Regions from separate parts of the Mus musculus genome. Here region 2 is linked to region 1. A link is a contact called in public HiChIP or PLAC-seq data. All regions are on one chromosome and are shown on one strand. Each heading gives the region's core, a stretch centred on a gene start, on an enhancer-like site or on the middle of the called end of the contact. The rest is flanking DNA. Distances are from core to core; before and after follow the strand shown.

What was found. HiChIP or PLAC-seq counts read pairs in DNA pulled down with a chosen protein or histone mark.
Region 2: a contact with region 1 is called in a CTCF HiChIP or PLAC-seq map of the NIH/3T3 cell line, with 22 read pairs. The contact joins the promoter of Tram2 here to the enhancer-like site in region 1. A contact is called at or near these places in 2 of 39 promoter capture datasets (the C10 cell line and pre-B cells), 1 of 15 datasets of contacts at CTCF or cohesin (the NIH/3T3 cell line), 19 of 484 Hi-C or Micro-C datasets (the CH12 cell line, the G1E-ER4 cell line, the HL-1 cell line and 11 more), 6 of 115 datasets of contacts at active chromatin or transcription factors (CD8 T cells, the HPC-7 cell line, cardiomyocytes and 3 more) and 3 of 9 other capture datasets (adipose tissue, liver and pancreatic islet).

Annotation. Positions count from the first base shown.
Region 1 is chr1:21,039,843-21,042,872 of GRCm38.p6, forward strand. The region is part of intron 1 of Tram2 (translocating chain-associating membrane protein 2); the gene reads right to left. Among named protein-coding and RNA genes, the nearest start is that of Tram2, 38 kb to the right of the region's middle. Within about 2 kb of position 1,384, at least 90 of the 459 cell types and tissues checked have an H3K27ac peak or open chromatin away from gene starts, as enhancers often do. A contact at or near this core is called in the CH12 cell line, the NIH/3T3 cell line, adipose tissue and 6 more, where this site is marked.
Region 2 is chr1:21,077,384-21,080,695 of GRCm38.p6, forward strand. Tram2 (translocating chain-associating membrane protein 2) reads right to left here and starts at 1,842. Exons shown (of 11, transcript NM_177409.3): 1 at 1,611-1,842. The coding sequence starts at 1,730.

The DNA.
Region 1 (3,030 bases), core at 134-2,633:
GCACCCCTTTCCCCCCAGGCAACTAAATGAGCCGCTGAATGAGTTCAGTTGAGCTGGCTCATCAGCAGTCTAACACACAGCCAAGTCTCGGAGCCATCACACTTAAAACCAACAAACAAGACATAGTCGATTTTCATGCATGGCAGTTCTATGGAAACTCACAAACACCAAAGCACTGCACCAAGGGAAATACAAAGTTAGGGTGCTAAAAACCAGTCACATTTCACCAAGAGATCGACATGCAACCTTGCTTTAGGTGTGCTTCTAAAAGGCACCTTAGTTGATACATACTGCTGGTTCATTAACACTAAACTCTTGGTCAACAGGACTACTGTAGCTCATGTCCAAATGAGGCATGGCTTCTCCATAAGGCACGCTGCCTCCTTCTTAAGATTAGGGATAGCACGTCAGCAAAATACTTAAGGGCCATGGTAAAGAATGAAATCCCCACAAACACCACAAAATGCAAAACTGTGGCCCTAAATAGATGACAAAGGATGATTTGTTTACAGTATGAGAGCTGGAGCAGAAAGTGGGCATGGCCTTGTTTCGACTGAGCGGACGCTCAAGGTTTTGCACCTGTGAACTGTGAGCACACACAAGAGCCAAGTATGAAAGTGGAGGTCACAAGGACGTTCTAGTAAAGGAAGCAGACTCACAAAGATGAAATCTACAATCAGTAGTAGATGAACGTATCAGGACAAACTTGAATGTCAGTTCTACTGCACAATGAAGTTTGTGTGTGTGTGTGTGTGTGTGTGTGTGTGTGAGAGAGAGAGAGAGAGAGAGAGAGAGAGAGAGACAGACAGACAGACAGACAGACAGAAACAGAGACAGAGACAGAGAGAGACATGTGGAGATCAAAGGACAACCTTCCAGGAGTTGGGTCTTACCTTCCCCTTTCCTTTTGACTACACAGTCTCTTGTTTCTGTTGCTACTGCACATGTTCACTGACAGCTGGCTCTTGTCTCCCCCTCTCTCTCCGATTACAGACATGAGCCACCAAATCCAGAGTTTACACTATGGGCTTCAGGGATCACACGGGTTATCAGGCACATGCAGCAACTGTTTATACCTGCTGATGAGCCCGACCAAGGTAGAGGTTAACACCACCAAATATCAGTTCTAGAAGAATCTGCACCTACTTGTCTTGATTACCTTCTCTGCACAGCCTCCAGTGGTGAGAGGACAGAGCTGCCTGGGTAACGAATGCTCATCATGTGGACACAGCCCACCCCACAAGAAAGCTAAAAACTCGTCACCCTGTCACCTGCTCATAGTTCTATCTCTGTACAACTGTTTTCTCTCACTGTGTTCACCCCAGTACTGCCCATGCAGTAGGTGTCTCATAAATACCCATCTAATGACCTCATCCTGTAAGCAGCTGTAGGATTCGGTAACCACAGACGAATGTCTAACACATGTTTTCTGAACATAAGTCCATGAGAGCAGAGTTAAAGCAAAAATACTAGATTCCAGTATTTTTCCATATCTGCCCTCTGGATCATGGCAATAGAAATAAATTCTTTACCATGCTTGTTCCCATGTGACAGTATCCCAGATCCAGTTCCCTTGCTTCATAGGAAAAGAAGTTAAGCTCCCCTCACAGAAGGCATAGTGGCCTTCTACCACCCAGTGAGTATAAGCAAAACAGGCAATCGGCAACTTGAGATTTTCCAAGTTTGTTCCCAAAACAACTTCAGCAGGCATACAACACAGCCCAGGACAGAATGCCAACAAAAATTGGAGGACCAAAACCAAGGCGATCATGTGTCGAAAGCCTAGCGAGGAAGAACAGCGAGCGAATGAGGCTGACCCACAGAAGTGCATCCCACGAAGTCCTACGTTATCCTCAAGCTGCTCAGCCTAAGCTCGCTCCCAACCATCGAAAAGAGCAAAGTAAGATCAGCTCCTATCCACGCATGAAAGGGGGCACAGGGGACAGGAGGTAGAGGGTCTGGGAGCAGAGGGGTAGTGAGGCAACCCTCCTTGTGCCTCATAAAAACCACTCTGTGTGCTTTCAAAGGCTCCCCCCCGGCACCCCACATCTTCATTCCATTACTCTCTCCTGACCTGAGGTCAGGGGACCAAACAACTAACAAGCCCCCCCGCCGCCCCGTGTAATGCTGGGTCCACGTAGCGCAGGGGCTAAGAAACAGGGGCCTATTAAAAATGTCTCTCCAGTTATTTCTCGTCTCTCTAAGGATGTTTATAGGACACAATATTGAGTTTAATAGCATATTAAATGCCAAGCTCGATGGGTGAAAGGTTAAAAGTGACAATGTGTTAATATACTCATGCAAAGGGAAAGCACTAAATGACATAGAGGTGTGCTCTCTCTCTCTCTCTGTCTCTGTCTCTCTCTCTCTCTGTCTCTCTCTCTCTCTCTCTCTCTCTCTCTCTCTCTCTCACACACACACACACACACACACACACAGAGTGCCAGAGAGACTCATTACAATTTTAATTAGAACGTGCCCTTCTGAATCAAAGGCAGAAATGTTGCTCGTGCTCACACAGCTGTAACAAAACCAAAATCATCCCGCATGCCATGTTCCATTAGAGGCACACGGACCTGAGCTCTTGGTTGTAATGACACTAGGAATGCCAGAGAAATCCCTGCTTCCTCGAAGCATGCTGCATGTGGAGTCCTGACCCATGTCTGCTGTGGACCAGTGTGGCTTTGGGTAAGACATGTCATCTCAGTGGGCTCCTTTGCCCAATGATAACAATAGGGACAAATGATGCTATCGGGCGCTTGCTGGGTGCCGGGCATGGCTCTAAGGTTTCCCATAAATGATCAAGTGCAGCTTCTTCAATGGCCCTCCCCAGAAGGGAAGGAACGGCCTTGTTCCAGGCAGGCATGGAAATGATGCAACCCATCGAGGTGGCTGGAATGGAAGTCCATAAAGAACTCTGTCAGCTATCATTCTTTGAATACATTTGATCTAGGTCCAATAACGGCCTTACTGAAGGGCCTAACTTCCAGTTTAAAGCACAGTACTGCTTCTCCACCTGTGAAAATCCAA
Region 2 (3,312 bases), core at 592-3,091, 38 kb after region 1:
TGACGATCTGGCCCTAGCCTGCAAGAACTGGAGCATGACACTGAGAAGCGTCTTAGAATGGAGGACTGCACATTGACATGAGGCAAACGTGAAGCAGGGCAGGTCCCCTGCCTTCTCATTAAGCCACTATGTTAAATAATAACAAGGGTCCAGGAGCAAGAGACAGATTAGCTCTTTGGCTGGAAGAATGGCTTTTGTTGCGGATAAAACCTCAGCTTTAAGCTTTATAAATCACTGCATAAGGAAGGTTGGTTTTAATGGTTTCTTCAATGATGAGGAAACTGAGGTCGAGGGAAAATGTGAGTGGAGGAGAGGAAGAAAGTGAAGTGACAGAATTTCCAGAAGAATGTGGACACCAGCCCCAGTCCCAGCTTCTCTCCTGCAAACCCGACAGCCTAGCTACGAGCATGCATTCAGCTCAGACCCGGCTAACCCAAGAACAGCCCCAGCGCGAGGACAAGTTCTTCAGCCAAATAGGTCCTGAGTCGGTAACAGGGACATATGGGTAGATATGGGTAGATAAGGGAGATATGGGTAGATGCAGGGATAGACAAGTAACTCTTAAATGGTGCACCTTCTTACTACCCTGTAGAATGCAGATCAGGAAACTTACACAGAAGAGAGGATAGGAATGAGTGTTCTCAAGACCAGGCGACCCAAGCCATGGGACTGTCACCTATTACCTATGGTGCTCTGGAGACAATATATACTATAGTAAGTCCTTCCCACTTTTCAATATCACCGTTTTGCAGCACTCTGGAGTAGGGACCTCGGATTCTGACCCCTTAGTGGTTTACACAGACAGCTCTGAGGCCTACACCAGCACAGTGCTGAATCCAGGATCCCTTTCTCTGTTCCCACCCCACATCCCTGCAGCGACTAGGAAATCACCTTTCACAGAGAGTATCCCTCTACTGGCTCCTGCAAAGGGGATGAGGCTCTGGGTCCAGTTCACACAGATCTACAGGAACAGTTCAAAGTGCCAAAGGATATCTTAAAACTAGCCCTTTAGGTCATATTTAAAGAGAGGTTGGTAGCAGAAGGTCCCTCTGGGATGGAGCCAGGGCCACATGTGAACACCTGGAGCAAGCTCCAGAGGTTAGGATGAAGAACTTCCAGAAAGCCACAAGAGAGGTGGAGAGGGTTAGGGTCCCTTCCACTAGAAAAGCCTAGAAGATCTGGAGGCCCCCACTAGAGAGAAGGAGGGGGGATTGTGCAATTACAGCTGGTCTAGGAGTTTCCCACATTGGCACCAAGTCGCCAGAAAGGAAACCCCAACCATAGGGCCAGGAAGGCAGCTCTGCAATTGGTTCGAGGCCAGGTATGGGTTTCTGAGATTCAGATAGAGTTGTAGGATGTGGTGGGTGTCCAAGGGGGGCGACAGAGCATGGCACGGCCCGCACAGCTAGGAGTTAGGGGTGCTGTCTGGACTCTCTTAGGTCCAGGCCAGAGTGGATACAGTGCACAAAGCCAGAGGTGCAGATAACGTGCGGGACATCCCAGCCGGGCGCGCTCCAGCCCAGATGAGGTCCGGGAATCCCTGTCTGCGCCTCGGAGGACGGGAGTTAGGACCGCCAACCCCTGCAGCACCCCCTCCCCGCTCTACTCACCTCGAACATAAGCCCGATGAGGACGCAGAGCACCAAGCAGAAACCGATGTCTGCATGGTTGTGGATGATGAACTCCTGGCTGAAGAGCGGGTAACTTTTCGTCCTCCTACGGAAAGCCATGGCAGCGGGCGTTCACCGCCTGCGGGGGCCCGCACCCTCGCTCAGCAGCCCCAGCGAAAACTTCTCCGGCCCGGCCCGGTCCGCACGCCAGCCCCGCAGCCCAGCGCGGAACAACTTCGGGCCCCGCCCCCTTCCTCTGCCCGCCCCGCCCCGGCCTGCCGCCCGGAACCGCCCCCGGCCACAGCCCTCGCCCCGCAGCGGCTGCACAGGCGCGGGCCTCTAGCCACACCCCCTTCCTCCGTCCGCCCCGCCCCCAGGCCGCAAAGGCGCGCGCCTCTGGCCACACCCCCTTCCTCCATCCGCCCCGCCCTCAAGCCCTTTGGCCAGCGCCACCGGCCACGCCTCCTGGGCGAGCCCGGCGCGCCTAACCCTTGTGCCGCGCTCGCTACCGGTGCTTGCGGCTTCCACCGGGGGTACACTCTTCCGTGAACCTCGCTGAGACGCGGGAATGGAAGCCCTGTCCTCCGGCTTTGAGAGGAAGCGGCTCCCGAGCTGCTGGACAGGAAGTGGGCCGGGATCCCACTCCTAGCGCCCAGCTTCTTCCTCTGCAGGAAGGGCCCGGGGCGGGAAGCTTCGTGCCGGCCTGTGGACTGGCCCCAGCCCTGCGCTGGATCTTAAATGAATGCATGGCTACTCCTGTGTCTGAAGGATTGCACAGTGTAGGTTCAACCTCTCAGAACCTTCAGCAGCTACCCCAAGGCCTTGCCTTAGTAGAGCCTACTTTGCAAGGGCGTGCAGGTACCCCGCGTTTTACTCCTTCACTTAAAAGGCCAGGTACTGCCCAGAATTGGTTTTTCAGGGCTCACTACCTTCAATATTAATTGATCAGAAGTGGAAGAATAAACACTGAAGAAATAAAAAAAAAAAAAAAAAAAAAAAAAGATCCTCACCCAACGTTTCCATTTAATATTAAGTTTCAAAATTACTTCCGGAAGGACAAAAGGTCTTTTAAAATAAATTATACTAGCAAATATTGGATTTAATCCTGCCAGTAATGAAGGAACAAATAATCGCTTCTAAATGTACAGAAATGCAAAATGAACAGAGGACTGTTTAATTTCTTTTCTTTTTTTAAAATTAGTTTCACGGTTACGAGTTTGCAAAAATAGCAGTCTGAAGGTAACTAGAACTGAATGAAGTTCCTTAAAGAAATTTATCTCCTGTATTCTAAACTGTGCACTATTTAACAGACAGCCCTAGGGCTTCTAACTCCACGGGCGGGGCGGGGGGCATTAATGCCTATATTGGACTAACCTTTGTTTAAAGTTAAGACCGGTGCGTGCGTGCGTGCGTGCACGTGCGTACAGTTTATGACATATAGGGGCTGCACATGCATGAGCTCACATATTTATGTATTTTCGCCCCAGTGACCTCCGGTGTCAGGCCTCACCTTCCACCTGGTTTGTTCCAAGGTCTCTCTTTGTGTTGACTTTTCCACTAGGTAGGCCAGGCTAGCTGCTCCTCTAGCTCCTCCCATCTCCCAGTAGAAATGCCCCTTGTGGCCAACTTTTACATGGGTTCTGCGGATTCCAAGTCAGGTCCTAGTATTTGCACAGCATGGACTATCACTCACTACGCTGTC